Linked DNA regions of Rattus norvegicus: region 1 is linked to region 2. The links are chromatin contacts, called in public Hi-C maps. All regions are on one chromosome and are shown on one strand. The core of a region is the stretch at or near the end of the contact, and the rest is flanking DNA. Distances in the headings are between cores, read along the strand shown.

The links. A called contact is a pair of places that touch in the nucleus more often than the background predicts.
Region 1: a contact with region 2 is called in a Hi-C map of the A7r5 cell line, with 2.9 times the contacts expected there. The contact joins two enhancer-like sites. A contact is called at or near these places in 2 of 12 Hi-C or Micro-C datasets (the A7r5 cell line and mammary epithelial cells).

Annotation. Positions count from the first base shown.
Region 1 is chr13:74,851,154-74,854,525 of GRCr8, forward strand. It overlaps Tnn (tenascin N), which reads right to left. Exons shown (of 22, transcript NM_001107189.2): 22 at 1,433-2,535. The coding sequence ends at 2,395. Among named protein-coding and RNA genes, the nearest start is that of Kiaa0040, 45 kb to the left of the region's middle. Within about 2 kb of position 1,773, at least 3 of the 93 cell types and tissues checked have an H3K27ac peak or open chromatin away from gene starts, as enhancers often do. A contact at or near this core is called in the A7r5 cell line, where this site is marked.
Region 2 is chr13:74,662,606-74,666,317 of GRCr8, forward strand. It overlaps Tnr (tenascin R), which reads left to right. Exons shown (of 21, transcript NM_013045.2): 11 at 858-977; 12 at 1,897-2,043. Among named protein-coding and RNA genes, the nearest start is that of Tnr, 39 kb to the left of the region's middle. Within about 2 kb of position 1,401, at least 25 of the 93 cell types and tissues checked have an H3K27ac peak or open chromatin away from gene starts, as enhancers often do. A contact at or near this core is called in the A7r5 cell line, where this site is marked.

The DNA.
Region 1 (3,372 bases), core at 523-3,022, 190 kb after region 2:
TGTTTAAGGTTTCAAAAGCCCAAGCTAGGCCCAGGATCTCTCTCTCCCTGCTGCCTGTGGATCTGGATGTGGAACTCTGCTACCCGCCCCCCCCCCCCAGAACCATGTCTGCCTGTGTGCCTCCCATGCTTTCTGCTGTGATGACAATGGACTGCGCCTGTGAAACGGTAAGCCAGCCCCAATCACATGCTTTCCTTTCTAAGCGTGGTTATGGTGTCTCTTCACAGCAATAGAACACTGACCAAGACAATGTCTTAACAAGCGCACTTAGGAAGCCTGCTGAAAGCTGAGGGTGTTGCTACTGTAGGCAATCTCTCTGGCTCTGGGCTAGTGCTGGGATTGAATCCTTTGTCCGGTAAGCAGTTTCCTGCTAATAGATTTGACCTGATCACGATGATCCCAAGGACTCTTATCTGCAGAGATGAGGTCCATTTGTGCAAAGAAGTATAGAACAGGGAAGAAAGAATCTGAGGAGAAGATATGGAGCTAGAAGGTGCTACAGAAGGGGCCAAGACCGAGGAGGAAGTTACCTAGGGCTTATGCCCCCCCCAAAAAAGTGCCTTAAGACTGAGAGAATCTGTCTCTGAGAATCTCTCCCCTTCAGGAAAGTCTTTACAGTACCCATCTCTGCTGCCGTCGCCACCTCAGCAGCTCCTCTCAGCAGCAATCACTTCTTAAAGTTACAAACTTGTCGCTCATCAGTCTCCAACTATAGAGCTGATTCACTATTTACTGACCACCTCCACTCCTAGGCTAGAAGCATATTCTGTTTATTGTCAGCCTTTGCCTAGCATAGGTAGAACAAGGTATGAATCTGTTTATTTGGATAGGTTTGGCACTTAGAACAGAACCCAGTACATGATGAGATTTAAGCAGTAAATGTTGAATAAACAAGCGGATGAATAAAGGACAGCGTACAAGCTCTGTTAGCACCAGGACTGTTGTGACATGTCCTTTTGTTTCTCCAGTAGGCCACCACTTCCTAGATTCTTGAGTCAATGACAATGCGTATGCACTTTTTTTTTTTTTAAATGATTAGCCCCAATGCCGAGCGAGCTTCATCATCAGATCTGGCCATTGCTGTGGCCTTGCTGAATGTGTTTGCCTGGGTACGGGTGGGGATCCTGAAAACCTGAATGGTTAACACAAGTGGTTTCTGGTGTATGACTTGGCATGGACCCAGAGGTGAAGCCTGAGAAAGCTAAGCAACACACACACCCTAGACAAGACGGGAAAGTGCAGCTTCTAGAACACTTGCCCTCCTTCCCACTCCCACACTTCTACTGCATTCCAAATAACACTGGTTTCCATGTCTACTGTCACACAGGTAAGAGACCACAGCCAACCAAATTCCAGGGTAACGTTCAAATTATCACTTCAGTTGTACATAGTTTAAAATTCTAGGGGAGAAAATAACACAAGACATCTTTTTTTAAAATCAAATGTTTTATTTTTGTTTTCTTGAGTAGGAATTTAAGTTACTTCAATGGTCACTGACTTGGCTACAGAAAACCTTCCAAAATGATACCAAACACGAAAGAAGGGTGATATGAGGAAGCTTCCAGTGTGGAGAGCAGGGAAGGGAGGCTGGGGACTGACTGAAGTGGGGGGGGCGTGGAGGTGAGTCAGGGAAAGCTGAGGGTACCAGTTATTTAGAGAGATTGGCTATTTAAAGTTGAAATGACTGCAAATTTATTTACAACATATGCAGATCTATGGAAGAGATTATGCAAATGTCTAGAAAAGGGGCAGTTAAAAATAGCAATAAGACGGGAGCTTTGGTCTCCAGAATGCTAGAGACTAGTCAGAACTTAACTATGACTGCATCGTGGCCCCTTTGTGGTCTCTTCGTTCGTTCTTTAAACACAGGAAGTTTAAAAGGAGTAAGATTTATTCTTTCCCCTCAAAACCAGGAGAACCAGGAGACAACAAGCCTCAGCTTGCCTCAGCTCTGACCCCCGGGGGATCAGAACCTCACTCTGTTTTTTTTTTTCTTTAAAAAATCTATATCATCAGTCGCATACAGAGATCTCCACCAATTGCTAAAGACTTCCAATTGATATTGTTATCGATGTACTGGATCGATGCATTTGTCATTAAGTAAGGATGGGTTGAAAAACCTCGTGTTTCCAACACGGTGTCCTATCCATATGTATTGTTCAGTTACAACATTGTTGGCTTTCGGGGCCCTCAGTAGAGACGGGCAAACATGCAGATGACATGGAAGGAACCTCTAACGGTCTAAGCATGATGACATCATTAGCACTGTGTACCCAACAATCTAAGAAATTAGAGGCTCTGAGCATCCCTCAAACTTCAGCTCCCCCGTCACCACCACCCACCCTGTCCGCCCCAAGCCTCTCTTGTCTCCTGTGAAGACAGCTCAGATGGCCTTTAGAACACTCTTGCCTTCCCTCCTATGGACCGCTTCTTCCTGCCAGAGAAACGGTCTCTGCTGTAACCAAAGGGGCGGATTTTTAGCTCCACGTAAGGAATGGAGAACTCATGTCCTTTCCATGGCTCCCAGTTCACCCCCTGTAAAACAAACAAACAAACAACATCAAGAACCAGTATCTGGGAGAAGAGTAAGGTGGCTTATGGTAGGGGGGAATCCTAAAGAGCAAGAAACCACTCGCTCTCTGATAGAAGAGGAAAAAGAAGAGAAATTTCTACTAGTGATGGGTTATGAGCCAAAATAGGAGGGCCAGATCATGTACCCTCTCCTGGAATTTGACAAGCTGAGTGGACAGAGAAAGAAGCCTCCATGGTGGGAAGACGGACAGTGAGCCCAAGATGTAGGGGAGGCACAAGGGTGACAAGGGGGTCAACTTAGGCAGAGAGCCGCAAATCATTGCTGTACACTGTTCTTTTCCAAAAAAAAATAAAATAAAATAAAATAAAAGGAAAAAATAAACATATTAATTAGCCAATTGTGTAAAATCATTTTCAATTTAGGCTGTTTAGATATTAGCGCTGGGGTAACAAATGGCCTGCTGAAAACTAAATTTCATTTTATGTCTTTTGACTGGTGAGCACAATAATATTTAATTCACTTAATAACCTTGCAACCTGGCCAATAAAGAGCCCAAGTGACCAATTTTATGTATTTTAATTTGTGAGGTAAATAATAAACAAGAAGCTAAATGGTTTGCAGACCGAGAAAAGCACATTAACCAGATGAATGTCTTTTATTAGCAAATGCAGGGACAGTTTAGGGCATGCTGGCTGCTCATTTCAAATATTTGATCTCTGAGCACAAGCTCCCCTGGTCGGCCCACATGCTGCCACCATGATTCATTGGGCCAACCCTCCTCATTGCCCTAGGGGCAAATTTCTTCTACCCTTTGGAAAAAATAATCACTTAAGGATTGG
Region 2 (3,712 bases), core at 151-2,650:
GGAAAAAGCTTGTCTCTGAGGGAATCCTTCTAAGTAAAAAGGTGATGTTTCTATTCTAGAGAGCCATCTCTTGACTGCCTAATAAATGATTCTTCCTCAGAATTAACAGAGAGCTAGCATGTAACCATGTAGTAACCTGACATTCAGAGACAGGAGCTGATTTGCACTGTTTGGAAGACTTAGAACTCCTAGATGAGTTGGGTCATTTCCATTTGGTCATTTGCAAATGCAATGCCAAAATGACATATTTGTACATAAAAACACGTATGATTAGATAGTTCCCTCCATACTGACAAGAACTCACAAATTGGAAAAGTATGTTAGTCTGCTAGTGCAACCCCACAGTTTAAGTGCACCATAAATATGCACCATAAATAAAATATAACTTAGGAAAGTATATTTGTTTAGGATTTGTGCTCTAAACTCTCTCTACAGTTAATAGGCAATTTTTCCAAACTGAGCCAAAAGTAGATGATAAAAACTAAGAGAGAGTAGCAGAGTTGACTTTTTCCAGGAGAAGTTTCCCTTCGAGAAGATAATTATGTGATTCTCTATTTGAAATAAAACACATGAACTTAACAGGAAATTTCTAGTTGGTCTACATAAGTAGTAGTTGCTGCACAGAAACACAGATCTTGCCAGTTTAGCTTCCTGTTGTTAGGACATTCATGACTGGCTTTAGCTATAGCTACAATGTTACAAGTGTGACATCACACTGTCATTTAGGGATGCCCAGTTAGTTGTGTAGGGTTATGCCTGCCTGAGGGATATTAGTGGATCAACACAAATCTAGGAATAGATATTCCATTTTCAAACTGTGCTTCTGTCTTTTCCCCACAACTCCCTGATCTTTGTAGGAATTGATCCTCCCAAAAACATCACAATTAGCAACGTGACTAAGGACTCCCTGACAGTTTCCTGGAGCCCTCCTGTTGCGCCTTTTGATTACTACCGAGTATCCTATCGACCCACCCAAGGTAATGATATGATCTTGTTTCTCAAACATAAATAAGGCTCGAAGTTGGTTAGAGATGATTATGGGGGCACAACCACAACCACATGGCATAGGCCCCCTCTGTAGCATAATCCCTCAAAATGAGAGTGTATTGATGAAGAAAAACCGAGAAACCATGAGCTCACCAACTCCTCTCAAAATAGGCTTGATTATCCCACCAAGAGAGCCAAACACTTTTACCACTGGAAATAACTGGACACCATTAGCTAGGCTACACAATGAAAAACAATGAATTCTAAACGACTTTATCAAGAGCCAGCACTACATGTACTATACAGAGCATAAAGTCTAAGACTAGAATCCAGGGTAAGGATAAAGACCTAGCAGAGCCAGATGGAGCCCTGGAGGGAACCGCAATGATGTGATCCTAATTCTACTATTGTCGCCAATGTATGAGTCAGAGAAACTGGCAGAGAGCTTGCCTGTATACTGCCAGTTCTTGCTGGTATATGAGGCATTGTTAACAAAGTGGAGGGAATGTTCACTTCCAGCCAGAGGTAGGACAGTTTCCAGGCTACCTTTCTCTGGGCTGCATAGGATACTTTTTGCAGCTCTGCTCACTCTGATATACTATACCCTGTCACTATACTGATATGCCCACCTCAGAGAAGACCAGTCTGATAGAAATCTACATAATAAATGGCTCATTTACTTTTGTTCCAAGAAGCCCATAAAATGAAAGAGTGAGGCCAGCATATAAGATCTATGTAAACCCCATAATTACCATCTTATGAATCATTTATCTGCCTTCCCTTCCCCATTGCATGCTGAGCCCACATCCATCTGTGCCTCATGACCCACTGTCCCAATGTACACGGAGCCATGGACCCGCTGATGAGAGAACTGTTGAACTTTTAATGATGGATTTTGTTCTTCCTCAGTGGGACGGCTGGACAGCTCTGTCGTGCCCAACACTGTGACAGAGTTCACAATCACCAGGCTCTATCCAGCTACTGAATATGAAATAAGCCTCAACAGTGTACGCGGCAGGGAGGAGAGTGAACGCATCTGCACCCTGGTGCACACAGGTAAACACACATGGCTCTTTTGTTGGGTGTCCAGTCAGGACATAAGCAGCGGGCTTGAAACAAACACCGGAAGCAGAGTGAAATCATTCCAGCTCATACAGCAGATACTGGCTCCAGGGCCTGAGACGACATTCCTTGGCTCCTCTGACTCACTGTCCTTCAGGACAAGTTGTGGTTTCTCTCCCTACAGACTGTTCTGTCTAATAATAGGAGCTTGGTGAGTCAGACTTGAGGAGAAGTCTTGCTGGTTCAGGTTAGGAATGTTCACGGAACTTCTACTATGAAGAATGCCCTTTCCAAGATGCATGATGGAGATAGATTCCACAGCAAACATTTGAACCATTGGATCTCTTTAAGATTGGGTGGGGGGAGAGAAACATCAGAGAAAAGTTGTTATTCCAGTTTCAGGAAACTAGGGGTAGGGTGAGATTATTCGTCATACATAACCATCCCATAGGTGTGTTGTCTTTGCTCCAAGGAAAAGACTCTAAGTTCTTCACCTGTATGAAGGCAGTAGAGGTGAGGGTGGCCCTTCTTAGCATCCCCAGAGGCTGTCAGGAACACTATATAATCCTTGTTCTCCTGTAGGCTGACTAAATGTCCTTTGTGTCCTCAAAAGGAGCTCCAGAGGAAGGGAGGTGGGGAAGAAAGATGAACTTTAATATGGGAAGTAGGAAAGAGAAATTCTTCTACCATGCCTTCTTCAGAAAAGGAGCTCTGGATAAACCCAAGGATAGGTCTCTCTTTCAGTAACTCCACTAGCCTTCCTTCTCTGGTCCTTAAGCAAGTACAGCACATAGAATTAGCAAAGATTTGCTCTAGATTCTGGTGGAAGGCACAGCCATCAGTTTCTATCGTTAACAGTGAGAACCTTCTAGTTAAACCATAGTTTCCACTACACATAGGAAAACATTTAGCCTGCCTCATTAAGAGAACACCTGGATTTCCCATCGCTGCTTAATTTCCCAAGAGATGGTGTTTTCTGAAGGAGGGAAATGTGCCTAAGAAATCCTCCTGCCTTGTAGGTCCCCTCACAAGAGCCAAAACAGCATCTTTTAACACAGTGGCAAAAACATTTTTCAGAAACATAAAAATGTACCTTTCTCAGGACAGCAGTCTCCCTCCTTCTGGATCTGCAACTGTATGTTAGATGCACTAGCTATGTTTTGCCAGTGATCATTAAAGTGGGCTTGATAAATGTTGACCAGAAGAAATGACCATTGAGCCAAGAAAGGCCTTTCCTGCCCTCCTGAAAGTTCTGCCTTATTTTCTCATTGAAAATCATAAAATGGACTTCAAGAGCACAATTTACCCCAGATAAGAGTGCTGTGACTCTGGCCAAAAGCTAACTCCTGAGCAGCAAACATCTCAAAAGCACAAACTCAGCAGCCACCAAGCGACACTGCCTTTCTGGTTAGCCAGACTGGTTCTGGGAATTTCCAGTAACTGTGCCACACTCAGAAGTGTCCTCATTAGTTGTTTAAAGCCATCACAATGATCTTAAAACTTGTAGAAATGACAACTCCTTCAAGAGATGGTACACATCTCAGAAATCACCCAACCTTATACTCTAGTAAGAGCTGAATTTAAAGACGTTTTTGAAAGTACAAATTATAAATAAAATCCAAAACATTAAATTGTAAAGGTTTTTATTTCTTATTCTTACTCT